2 separate regions of the Macaca mulatta genome follow, and region 1 is linked to region 2. The links are chromatin contacts, called in public Hi-C maps. All regions are on one chromosome and are shown on one strand. Each heading gives the region's core, a stretch centred on a gene start, on an enhancer-like site or on the middle of the called end of the contact. The rest is flanking DNA. Distances are from core to core; before and after follow the strand shown.

The links. Hi-C and Micro-C count contacts between places; a contact is called where the count stands out from the background.
Region 1: a Hi-C map of fetal cortical plate shows a contact between it and region 2, with 1.6 times the contacts expected there. The contact joins the promoter of SPTY2D1 here to the promoter of TMEM86A in region 2. A contact is called at or near these places in 2 of 14 Hi-C or Micro-C datasets (cortical neurons and fetal cortical plate).

The regions. Positions count from the first base shown.
Region 1 is chr14:46,752,252-46,758,166 of T2T-MMU8v2.0, reverse strand. It overlaps SPTY2D1 (SPT2 chromatin protein domain containing 1), which reads right to left and starts at 1,732. Exons shown (of 6, transcript XM_015114657.3): 1 at 1,518-1,732. The coding sequence starts at 1,577.
Region 2 is chr14:46,689,429-46,695,527 of T2T-MMU8v2.0, reverse strand. It overlaps TMEM86A (transmembrane protein 86A), which reads left to right and starts at 4,588. Exons shown (of 3, transcript XM_015114655.3): 1 at 4,588-4,719. The coding sequence starts at 4,699.

The sequences.
Region 1 (5,915 bases), core at 483-2,982, 65 kb before region 2:
CCCCCTTTTTGATTCCTCTGTTATTCCAATCATAGATAATGCATATATTATGAAATATACACATATTTTGAAATTTTCTGCTTTAGGGTCATCTGTCTGCTTTTCTCCCAGCAGCTACTGGCTTTCAAAATAAGAAATGACAGTTCTGATTCTTCCATAGAACAGTCCTGGGCATCAAAGCTAGTCTTTGACCTCTACTGAAATTCAATAAGATCTAGAATGAAATATAGACCAACTTATGCAAAGATGAATGGTAACTAGACCCAATATTGATTCATCTGGAAAATTTACAGATGCTTCTAGAAAGTAAATCTGTTGATCTGGGTTTCAAAGGTTTGATTCTATACCTTCAACATGCGAAGCTTATGACTCACGGCTTAGAGGAATGGTTATTCAGAGTTCTTGGGATAGGGGATGGCTGTGTATGTGTGTGTATACACATATTTATAAACATAAATACAGACCTTTTTCAGATCAATATTTTCAAAGGGATAAAAGAATGAACTAGCCTCAGAAGACAAAAAAAAAGAGGCAGAAGAGAAAAAAATGAATATTGCAATATACGAATATCTAGGAAATGCAGAGCACTTCGTGGGAGCTCATTTCTAGCTGAATTGACTTTGAGAGTCGTTTTAGTTCTACACCTCACTGCTCAAACCGCAGGCATCACCATGCAACTTATCGGTTTACAGCTGTGCTGTGGGTACCATCTGAAAATCTGGAAATGATTAGCTTATGCAAAACAGCCACAACCCCCAGAAACCAGGCGCTCTCCACCACTTTACCATTTAAGTCTTACACCACTCTTGCGACTGTAAGCGAACTGACAAACATCTACTGAGCAAATGGGACCTAGATTTTAAACAAAGACTGAAATCTGGAAGGCTACAAGTAAACGGAAGCTGAAACTAGCTCGCCTATTCTGTTGGCCAAGAATTTCGTGGAATCTGCTAAACTTCTCTTCCCAAAAATGATACTCATCTCCTGGGAGGTGATAATTTAATCACCTCGGTGGCTGAGTGGGTGGGGCCGCGTCAGAGAATTCTTTCAAGAAATCACTAAACGTTTGACTTGAAGATTGATGAGAAACCAGCCAAAAGGCTATCAGGCCAAGGACCCCCAACCCCCCTAACTCCCTTACATACATACTTCCTTCCCAATCTCTGGGCTGAAGTTTATGCCGAAGCCAAAAACTACCAGCGCTAGAATCCACTGCGTGCCAGGCACAGCTCACTCACCGCTTTCACGCAGTTCTAACTAAAACACCCAAACCGCAAAGTCCCTGTTGCAGGGGTAAATAAGCCGGCAAAACCCATTCACAGGATGGCTCCCGCATCTCGTCCAAAGCCCTTTTCCCCCGAGTTCCCAACAGTATAAATCCAAGAAAAGAAAATAAGGCGTCCAGGTCTTTCCTCTCCCGGAGCCGATAGGTGGCTGCCTAGAAGTTCCATTGGCCACACATACTCCGAACTTGGAAGATTAGGGTCCCCCTACATGACGCCCCAGCTGCTACTTACCGGCACATTGTTTACACCTTGTCCCTTGGAAGCTATCAGGAGAATTTCTCTGAAGTCCATGTTGGGCCGAGGCGGGAGAAACTGGGCCAGGTACTCGGAAAGGACTGACAGCGGACCTAACCGAGGAGCCCAGCTACAGCCAAGTGCACTGCCTCGGCAGCCCTACTGCCACCCCGCCTCTGCGGGACCACTTCCGGCGCCTTCCTATGCCGTCTGCCCGCCCCCTTCCCTCCACGGCCTATATCCTTTCAGGGCCGCCACAGCGCTCGCGAGTCCCTGCGCAACTTCCGCTTTTAGGCCGAGACACGTACAAACGTGATACGTGGCTGCTGGCGTCGGCCCGAGGGGCAGGGACTAGGCATTTTAGCGACCAAGCGGGTGTGGCTAAGCGGAGAGCGGCTTCCCCGGTGGCCCGAGTGCGTGGCCTTGTCATCTTGTTGCTCCTGGTGAGCGCTGGGTAGGGAAAGTGAGGGGGTGGTAGGGAAAGCCTGGGTTCTCTGGCTGTCACGGGTAGGCGCTCAGATCCAAACGGCGGCGCCGCAACAGCTGAACAGACGGATCTCGAGCCAGGATTTGGGCTTCTTGTGTCTAGGCGCTCGCGAAGCTGCGCAGGCGCACACGGCAGCGCCCGGTGCTGTCTTGGATGAACATTACTCATCAAATCCCGCCACTTGGAAGTGCGCTCACCTCCTCAGATGCACGGGTGCCGGGGATGGGGGCACGTGCTTACTGCTTTTACCCCGGTTAGAAAATAAGTTTTACGTGGGGCAGCCAACCTGTATTTTTGCTCAGGCAGTGAATTAAGGAATTTCTGACATACAGAGACCCAGCCTCTACATACTTTGGTGTACTGATGAACATATGCTTCATATTCATTGGGATCCTAGTCCTGACTTCCTTTTGAGAGTCATCTTGCATCTGTAAGGTCATTTCGACTTAGCAAAAACATTGAAAATAATTAGGCAAACCTGGGTCTGCAGGTGTGAACCAGCCAGGGGATTGATACCAGACAGATACTCGGAATCTTTTCGGTGGGATAGAAATGCCTCTAAACTGGATTGTGGGGATGGTCGCACTATACATGTACTAAAAATCGTACACTTAAGACGGGTGAATGATACAGTATGTAAACATGTCAAGCTGTTAAAACGTGCTAGGCAAAGCTGCTGAGTCTTATTTACTCTTTGATGCTTTAATGCTGTGAACGTAATTCAAAATCAAAGCTGTTGAAACTTTAAATTATTTTGCGCCTTAAAGGAACGTCATTATGGAACCTGAGCCACATAACAGGCAGTTGCCTGTGTTCCTCTGATTATAGATAAGGCTTTCTCTCCTACATCGTTTTGTGAAAACACAGGGAGAAGACAGCCATCTACAAACCAAAGAGAGAGACCTTAAGGTAACAACACAATTCTAGCCTCCAGAATTGTGAGACAATAAATTTCTGTTGTTTAGGCCACCTAGTCTGTGGTACTTTGTTATTGGCAGCCCTAGCAAACGAATACACTGGCATATGGTGAGTGTTTTCAATTAATGCCAACTATCATTTCTAAAGGAAACTCTTCCTCAGCTATCTCAGGGCCCCTTTTATAAATTCTTACAACCCCCCAGTATTTCCCTTCATGGAATATTTTAGTTTGTAATTACTTTTTTTTTTTTTTTTTAACTGTTGGCTGTATCTGTGGTAGTTAGAGCTATGAGAATGGTCATAGGCCTATTTTACCCATCACTATTTCCATCACCAGCACAGTTCCCTGCTAATGCACGTAAAAGCTGCAACAAAGATTTTTTGACCAAATTAATGAATCGGTAAGTGGAAAGCTCCCAAGATTCAATATTCTAATACTTAGTATACATTGAGCCCTAACTATATGCTTAGTGCTTGACATGGATTATCTGATCTAATCATGAGTGTCTATAAGGCATTTCTTGTTACTGTTTTATAGATGAAAAGCTGAAGCTTGAAGAGATGAAATTAGACTAATACTGTATCATTAGTCAATGGGAGAGCCAAGACTAGAACCCTTAGGTTACCCACACTAGACTCTACAGTTCAGTTAGCCCATTTGAACTGGTACAAGTCTATGTACATGGAGTTATAATGTAAAAGGGCTTGGATTAGGTAACTAATACCTAGTTAGTCAAAATCAAGAACAACTGCTGGAGGTGGGAATGAGGTAAGGAATGAGGAGCAATTTTCCTGTATCCTTGTAAAACAGTCTATTATTGAGTTCAGGAAATACTTCCTGGGAAACTACTACTGTGTGCCCAACCTTATGGATGATACAAAGAAAGACCCATATCCTGCCTGCCTGATCAGAACTTTTAATTCTTGTGTGAACACAAGTAATTATGTAAAACAGAAAGTGCTAACTGTATTAGGGCTACAAAGTGTGGGGAATAGCGTTGCCAGATTGAGCAAATAAAAATGTGGACATCCAGTTAGGACCTTGCTCTGTCGCTCAAGCTGGAGTGTGGTGGTGCAATCACGGCTCACTGCAACCTTAACCTGGGCTCAAGCCATCCTCCCACCTCAGCCTCCCAAGTAGCTGGGACCACAGGTGTATGTGACCATGCCTGGTTCAATTTTATATTTTTTGTAGAGACGAGATTTCGCTGTGTTGCCCAGGCTGGTCTTGAACTCCTGAGCTCAAGTAATCTGCCTGCCTGAGATTCCCAAATTGCTGGGATTATAGGCATGAGCCACCATGCCTGGCCCATCCAGTTAAATTGGAAAGACATACACCAAAAATCATTTGTTGTTTATCTGAAATTCAACTTTAGGTGTCTTGTATTTATCTGGCAACTCTAGAAGTGTTAAAATTCCAGCTACAACATTACATTTAGAGAGTGTGAAAAGCGTATTAAAGGGTTGAAATAACAAGTAGTGGGTGTATTTAGGAGAATGCTAGGAAATAAAGGTCAGAAAAGTAAGTGAAGGTCGGGCGAGGTGGCTGACACCTGTAATCCCAACACTTTGGGGGGCTGAGGCAGGCAGATCGCCTGAGGTCAGGAGTTTGAGACCAGCCTGGCCAACATGGCAAAACCCTGTCTATACAAAAATAAGCTGGGCATGGTGGTGGGCTCCTGTAGTCCCAGCTACTTGGGAGGTTGAGGCAGCAGAATCATTTGAACCTGGGAGATGAAGATTGCAGTGAGCCGAGATCACACCACTGCACTCCAGCCTGGGTGACAGAGTGAGACTCCAGGCCATGAGGAAGGACAGGTGAGTGTGATATTTCAAGATACTTGGTAATGAAGAAAAGGTGAGAGATATGCAATAACCAGGGTGGTGGGTCGGGGCTGTTGGGAAAAAGGTAAACTCGGGTAGTGTGAACCAGAAAAAATGGAATGAAGTGGGTCTTTGCCAACCACAGGTCCAGGTTCTGCCTTGGAAGGGCTGTGTGTCCTTAGGCAAGTTTCTGTTTTGTACTTTTCGATGTATGGCACAGTATTTGAATATAAGGTTTGATGTAAAAAATTTTCAGACAAAAAAATAACAAAGTTCCCATCAGCCTCACTCAATCTCACCTCCCTCCCTAGAGGATACTACCATATAAAGTTGCTGAGTGTGCTTCTGAGATGTTTGTATACACACAATGATGCCTAATGTACAATATATAATGTATATATATATAAATGTACTATATGTATGTAGGATACATAGAACATATAATATTAGCATATCAGTATAAATCTAGGATATGTATCTTTGAAAACATCTAACTTGGTTGTGTGTCCGTGGTTTATTTATAGAAATGAGACACACACATACATACATATATGTGCTATGGGCTGAATTGTGGTCCCCCCAAAATTCAGGTATTGAAACCTTAACCCCCAATGTGAATATATTTGGAGACAGGATATCTGAAGAGGTAATTAAGGCTGGGCATGGTGGCTCATGCCTGTAATCCCAGCACTTTGGGAGGCCTAGGCAGGCAGATCACTGGAGATCAGGAATTTGAGACCAGCTTGGCCAACATGGTGAAACCCCGTCTGTACTAAAAATACAAAAATTAGCCAGGCATGGTGGTGCATGCCTGTAGTTCCAGCTACATGGGAGGCTGAGGCACGAGGATCGCTTGAACCTGGGAGGTGAAGGTTGCAGTGAGCTGAAATGGCACCACTGCACACTCCAGCCTGGGTGACAGAGCAAGACTACATCTCTAAAAATAATAATAGTAATAAATAAAGGGGTAATTAAGGGCCAGGCGCGCTGGCTTATGCCTATAATCCCAGCACTTTGGGAGGCCAAGGCGGGTAAATTACCCGACATCAGGAGTTCAAGACTAGCCTGGCCAACATGGTGAAAACCTATCTCTACTAAAAATATAAAAATTTGCTGGGCATGGTGGCACACACCTGTGGTCCCAGCTACTCAGGAGGCTGAGGCAG
Region 2 (6,099 bases), core at 3,339-5,838:
TCCTGGGTTCAAGTGATTCTCCTTGAACCAAGTAGCTGGGATTACAGGTGCCCACCACCATGCCCAGCTAATTTTTTTTTTTTTAATTTTTAGTAGAGACGGGGTTTCATCATGTTGGCCAGGCTTGTCTCGAACTCCTGACCTCAGGTGATCTGCCCACCTTGGCCTCTGAAAGTGCTGGGATTACAGGCATGAGCCACTGCGCCTGGCTGAATAGAACCTTCAAGACCTGAATTGGCTCATGCTTCTTCAGTTTCACCTTCTCACTCCCCAGCTCAAATCAGTACTACAGGTATTTCCCTGAATTCAGTGTGTCTCTTGTGCTTTTATGTACACATGCAATTCCCTCTGCCTAGAATGGCATGTCCATTGGTGTCTGCTCAATAAAGACTAACTCATTCTTCTAGATTTAACTCTAGCTTCCGCAATTGCTCCAGGTGCAATTTATAATTCTGATGTCTTTTTTAATGCCACTTGTGACACCTTCATACTTCATTAGGTCAGCTGCCACATTGCGTAATTGTTTACTTGCCTGTCTGAAATGAACTGTAAGCTCCATAAGGATAGAGAATATATTTTACTCAATATTTTACACCCCAGCACCTAATACAGTGGCTAGCACGTATTAGGTGCACTGTAAACACTTGTTGGATGAATGAGTGAGTGAACGGGCTCACAAGCACAGGGAAAATTACAAAGCTGTGTGAAAAGGGCCATGCTAATAGGTTGGAAAGGAAGAAATGCCAGTTCCTACCATAAGGAAGAAATGCCCATTTTCAGACAGCCATATCCCACTTTTCGCCTCCTGCAATATGCAATTCAAAATAAAAACACTAATAAATAGTAAACACTAGTAAATAGTAAATAAAAATTTATTTTTGAAACAACAAATCTTGACCATGTGAATGAAGTCAGAATAAACTCTTTCTCTTTGGGAAGAGGGTGGTGCCTCTGCTTTGTGGGCACCTATATCAGCCAGGGTGCTGGCACACTCAATAATTTAGGTGAAGAGAAGTTAATGACTATTTGCAGAGATGAAACTAGCCATGGGTGAGGAGGCATCTAAAGACTAGCAATAGCACTGGGCATGGTGGCTCATGTCTGTAATCCCAGTACTTTGGGAGGCTGAGGCGGGTGGATCACCTGAGGTCAGGAGTTCGAGACCAGCCTGACCAACATGGTGAAACCCCATCTCTACTAAAAATACAAAATTAGCTGGGCGTGGTGGCACACGCCTGTAATCCCAGCTACTTGGGAAGCTGAGGCAGGAGAATCGCTTGAACCCAGGAGGCAGAGGTTGCAGTGAGCATAGATCACACCACTGCACGGCAGCCTGGGTGACAGAGCGAGACCCTGTCTCAAAAAAAAAAAAAAAAAAAAAAAGACTAGCAACAGCAGGAAACTGTTGCCACCCCTGGCCTGAAGGTATAGGGAGGGAGCCTGGGGCTGTAGCCATGGAGAAGCAAGGCCACAGCCAGAATCTCAGTCTGGTCCATCAGGACTCATCCATGCTCTCCTCTCCTGCCTCTGAATTTCACTGGCTGAACCCAACCAGAAGCCAGGGCCCTGGTGATCCCTGCAGATAGAGTCCATAGAGCTCAGGCTCCCAGAACAGGGTAGAGAAGAGCCAAGAATGAATCTAGGTGGTGGGAGGGCAAATGGAGAAAAACTGGCATTGAGGGTAGATGCCTCCGCTTTGTAGGCGACCTGTGAGTATGATTAGTTTGCCTGCTGGGTAATCAAGCACTGAGTGGAACCCTGTAGATGGGAGTTCTGAGTCTCATGTTTTGTATTGTTAGGTATTTGTGTGTGCAAGCTTCTTAAAACTTGTGCCACTAATTGGTAGGTCTTGGGTGGAGCAAGGGCATCTAAGTTTTTAAAAGCTTCCCAAGTGATTTGTACCTCTTGGGTAGGTACCTCTTGTTAGGAACCACAGATATAATCCACCTTCTCTTTTTTTTTTTTTTTTTTTTTTTTTTTGAGACAGAGTCTCGCTCTGTCGCCCAGGCTGGAGTGCAGTGGCGCGATCTCGGCTCACTGCAAGCTCCGCCTCCCGGGTTCACGCCATTCTCCTGCCTCAGCCTCCCGAGTAGCTGGGACTACAGGCGCCCACAACCGCGCCCGGCTAATTTTTTGTATTTTTAGTAGAGACGGGGTTTCACCGTGGTCTCGATCTCCTGACCTTGTGATCCGCCCGCCTCGGCCTCCCAAAGCGCTGGGATTACAGGCGTGAGCCACCGCACCCGGCCCCCACCTTCTCATTTTTATAGAGAGGCAAACTAACGTCTAGAGAAATGAAAAATGCCCTGACTTGGCAATTTCTGTTTGAGAACTATCCCTCAGGTGATGTTAGAGGGTTTGGCTAGAAAACTGGAATATTTGCACCTTCTACTAGCCCATTTCCTCCATTTTATTCATGAAAAAAACTGAAGCTCCAAAGATGGAATGATGTGCTCAATTATACAACCACAGTAGTGAGTCACGGAGAAGGAAGCACTAGGGCTAAGAATGGCATTTCTAACTCTCAAGCCAGTGTTCTCGCTAGGCAGCACACTTTGTAGAAGTGTGTGTGTGTGTGTGTGTGTGTGTATGTGTGTATGACAAAGCCCTGGGGCAGCAGTTCTAGTCCTTCATTATGGTAAGGTGCTCTCCCTGAAGCCCCTAACTGGAAAGAAAGCGGAGCAGGCAGAGGTCATTGACTCTTAGAACTCTATGCTGGAGGGGACTGGAGGGGATGGGGGGAAGATCTGGGTGACCCCTGTTCCAAGCCTTGACTATCACTCTTGTTGTACTGGGCTCTGAAGCTCTGGTTGCTAATTCCGTCACCAGAAGAGGACTATCACCCCTCTGAATGGGTGTTGGGACTTTAGGGAAAACTGGGTAGGATCCAGAAGACAAAGGAAGAGACCCATTGTGGGAGGGGCCTACAGGAGACTTCAGCCTGTGGGTCTCTGCCCAAACAGCACAAGGCTCAGGACCAGCACAAGGGCCTGTGTCACCATGCAAGGATGTTTGAAACTCCTTTATGGCTGCTAATTAGGGCTGGTCACCCCTTTCCCATCAATTCCCAAAGCCTGACACACAGCTACTGCCCTTCTACAGCAGATTACAGACCACTTGTCCATCCTTTGAGATATAGCTGAAATCTCCATCTCCAGGATTGCTAGACTTAAATTTCCTAAAACCAGCAGGCCTTCCTCTTCCCCATCCTATACATGTCAGAATTGGGTGGAACCTTAGAACTCACCCGCTCATCTTCTAAGAGAGGAAATCAAGACCAGAGAGGGGAAGTGATTCACCCAATCTAACAGCATGGAAGTGGCAAAACTGGGACTAGATTTCAGTCCATCTGGCCACCTACCTCTCCATCCATGTAATTCCAATGATTCTGAACATGCACGGCTCAGAATGAGCTTGTGTTCGTTTAGTCTACGTAAAATCAACATTAAATCAACTTGGGACGTATTTTTGGCAAAGTTGGCTCACGCTTCTTTGGGTCCTTAAGTATACTCAGGTCTACCTGTCTGTCATTCTTGGGGTGCTCTTGTATGTGTGGCAGTTGTCTCTGAGTTGTAAGAGGTGTGTGCCTAAGGGCAATTATCTGTGTTTGTTTCTATATTGGGGTCATGGGTCTACGAGCTGCTGTAGAGCCCCTGTATATGTCTCTATTCTTTTTTTTTTTTTTTTGAGACGGAGTCTCACGCTGTTGCCCAGGCTGGAGTGCAGTGGCGCGATCTCGGCTCACTGCAAGCTCCGCCTCCCGGGTTCCCGCCATTCTCCTGCCTCAGCCTCCTGAGTAGCTGGGACTACAGGCGCCCGCCACCGCGCCCGGCTAATTTTTTGTATTTTTAGTAGAGACGGGGTTTCACTGTGGTCTCGATCTCCTGACCTTGTGATCCGCCCGCCTCGGCCTCCCAAAGTGCTGGGATTACAGGCTTGAGCCACCGCGCCCGGCCTTATGTTTCTATTCTTACTCGGAGAATATATGCCAATTTGTGGTTATTGGTTTTGGATCTGTGTACTTGTTGAGTGCTTAAGGGTAAATATGATTCTGTATGTGTGATGTATATGCTACGATTATGGGTCCATGGCTGCTGCATACCTATATACGTGCCGCTTTTCAAGTCGAATGTTTTGTGTTCACTGATGATTTGGATGTGTGTTTGTATACAGTGAAGGTTGTGGGTCCAGTTGCAATTGTATCGGCGTGGACTGCATGTTTAAAGGCTTAAGGGAATCTGTCTTTGCCTTTTGCTCCTGGGTTATGAGAAAATGTATGTGGCTGTGCGTCCAGGACAGCAATGTGTTTGTCTCTGAGCCAAGCTCAGTCCTCACCCAGGCACTGGGATCACTGTCACGTTCACGTTCCGTGGACGCCTTGGCACGGCCTCCCAAGGGGGCGGGGTCTGGGGGGTCCCCGCCTTCTGACCCCTGGGAGATGCTTCGTTTCTCCGAGCAGCAGCCGGAGGCCTGGCCGGCGCCTCCAGCCGGGCCCCGCCCCCCGGGCTCCCGCCCGCTCATTGGCCCTGGCCGCGGTGACGTCACGGGGCTAGCTGACAGAACCCGGGCGCCTGGCGCTCGGGAGGTATTGTCCGTCCCTCCGCGCTTTGGAGAGTCGTCGCCGGCTCACCTGGCCGTGGGCGCGTCCTGGCCGCTGCAGCCGGGAGCGGGGTGCCAGCCGCTGCCGCCGCCCCCGCCATGGTGTCCCCGGTCACTGTGGTGAGTGAGCGAGCGAGCGAGCCAGTTTCCGGCGCGGCTGGAGCCCACCGGCCTGGCCACCGGACTTCGGCAGGCCGAGCTGCTAGGGGCCGAGGCGGGGCGGGGGTCCCGCGGCGGCCGGCGTTCCCCGGCGGGAGGCGGGCGCTGTCACGGTCCCCCGCTCCTCAGACTCGCGGCGCCCCTCCTCGCTCGCCCCCAGCCCGCCCGCGGGAGGGAGGAAAACACTGGCCACGTGACTCGGAAGCGTGACTTTGTTGATCTCCACGTATTTGGCGCCGGTCGGCGGGGTCGGGGCCCGGGAGAGGGAGGGGACCGCTGGCGGCCGCCGGGTTCTGCGTAGGCGGACCACGGGGAGGCGTGGGGGCGGGGAGTGCTGGGAGGATGACAGGGACCTCCTGGGAATGCCGTCCCAAGTTTGTTTCCTAACCTTCCCCATTTTGTAAACAAGTTGGCGGACGCCCCTGAGTCTAAGGAGCGCTGATAACGCGCTGGAGGAAAAGGGGGCATTCTCTCTGACATCCCCTGCTTTTCAGACTTTATCAGCTCGAGCCTTTTGTCTCGTCTCCCCATCCTCCTTATTCTACTATTGGCTTCCCTATAACTGTAAGAGTCTCCCCAGCTACTGCTGGTATCTCCTTCTAGAAAATATGGGGCTGGGAGAGGCCATGGAGCGGAGGTTAATGCTCCCAGGGGCTGGCAGGTGGTTGTTGGGCATTGTGGGCCTGGGCATCCCCTCCAGCCTCCTCCTCTGACCATGCCCCTACCCTGACCATGCCCCTACCCTGACCAGCCTTAATTTCCATGGGAAGTGGAAGTCATCTCTTCTCACTGCTCTTACCTCTGGCAGAACAAGGAAAGGCTTGGAACCTGGACCCACCCATCTGCCTCTTCCCAATCCTCATCATCACAGTCTGATTAGTCCTTAAGTACCTGGTGGTCTGGGAGTCTGAGTGTTTCCCAAGTCCTGTGTTGGACAGCTCACTTAGCCAGAGACACAATCACTTTAGGCAGAGTGTGGGTGTACAGGGAACCCCAGCTGCTCCATATCACCCTCAAGGAATCTGTTAGCAGCCCAAGGAAGGGAGTTTCAAGGATCACAGATTCAGAATATCGCTGCAGCCCCCACCCCCAGCTTGGACTCTGCCTGCAGTGGCCTTGGGGACAACCTTTCTTTAGCTGCCCTCTGCTAATCCGGCTGAGACCAAGTCAGCTGCTCTAACTTCCCCCTCTCAGTTCCCCATCTCCCAGCCTGTCTGCTGGCTCCAGATCAGAAGCTGGGAAGAGAACCCCTCCCCCGCTTCCTGCCTCTTTCTGGTGTGGCTTGAGTTGTTCTTGTTCTCTGGGAAATGAGACTGACTGACACACACCCTCCCTTCCCCC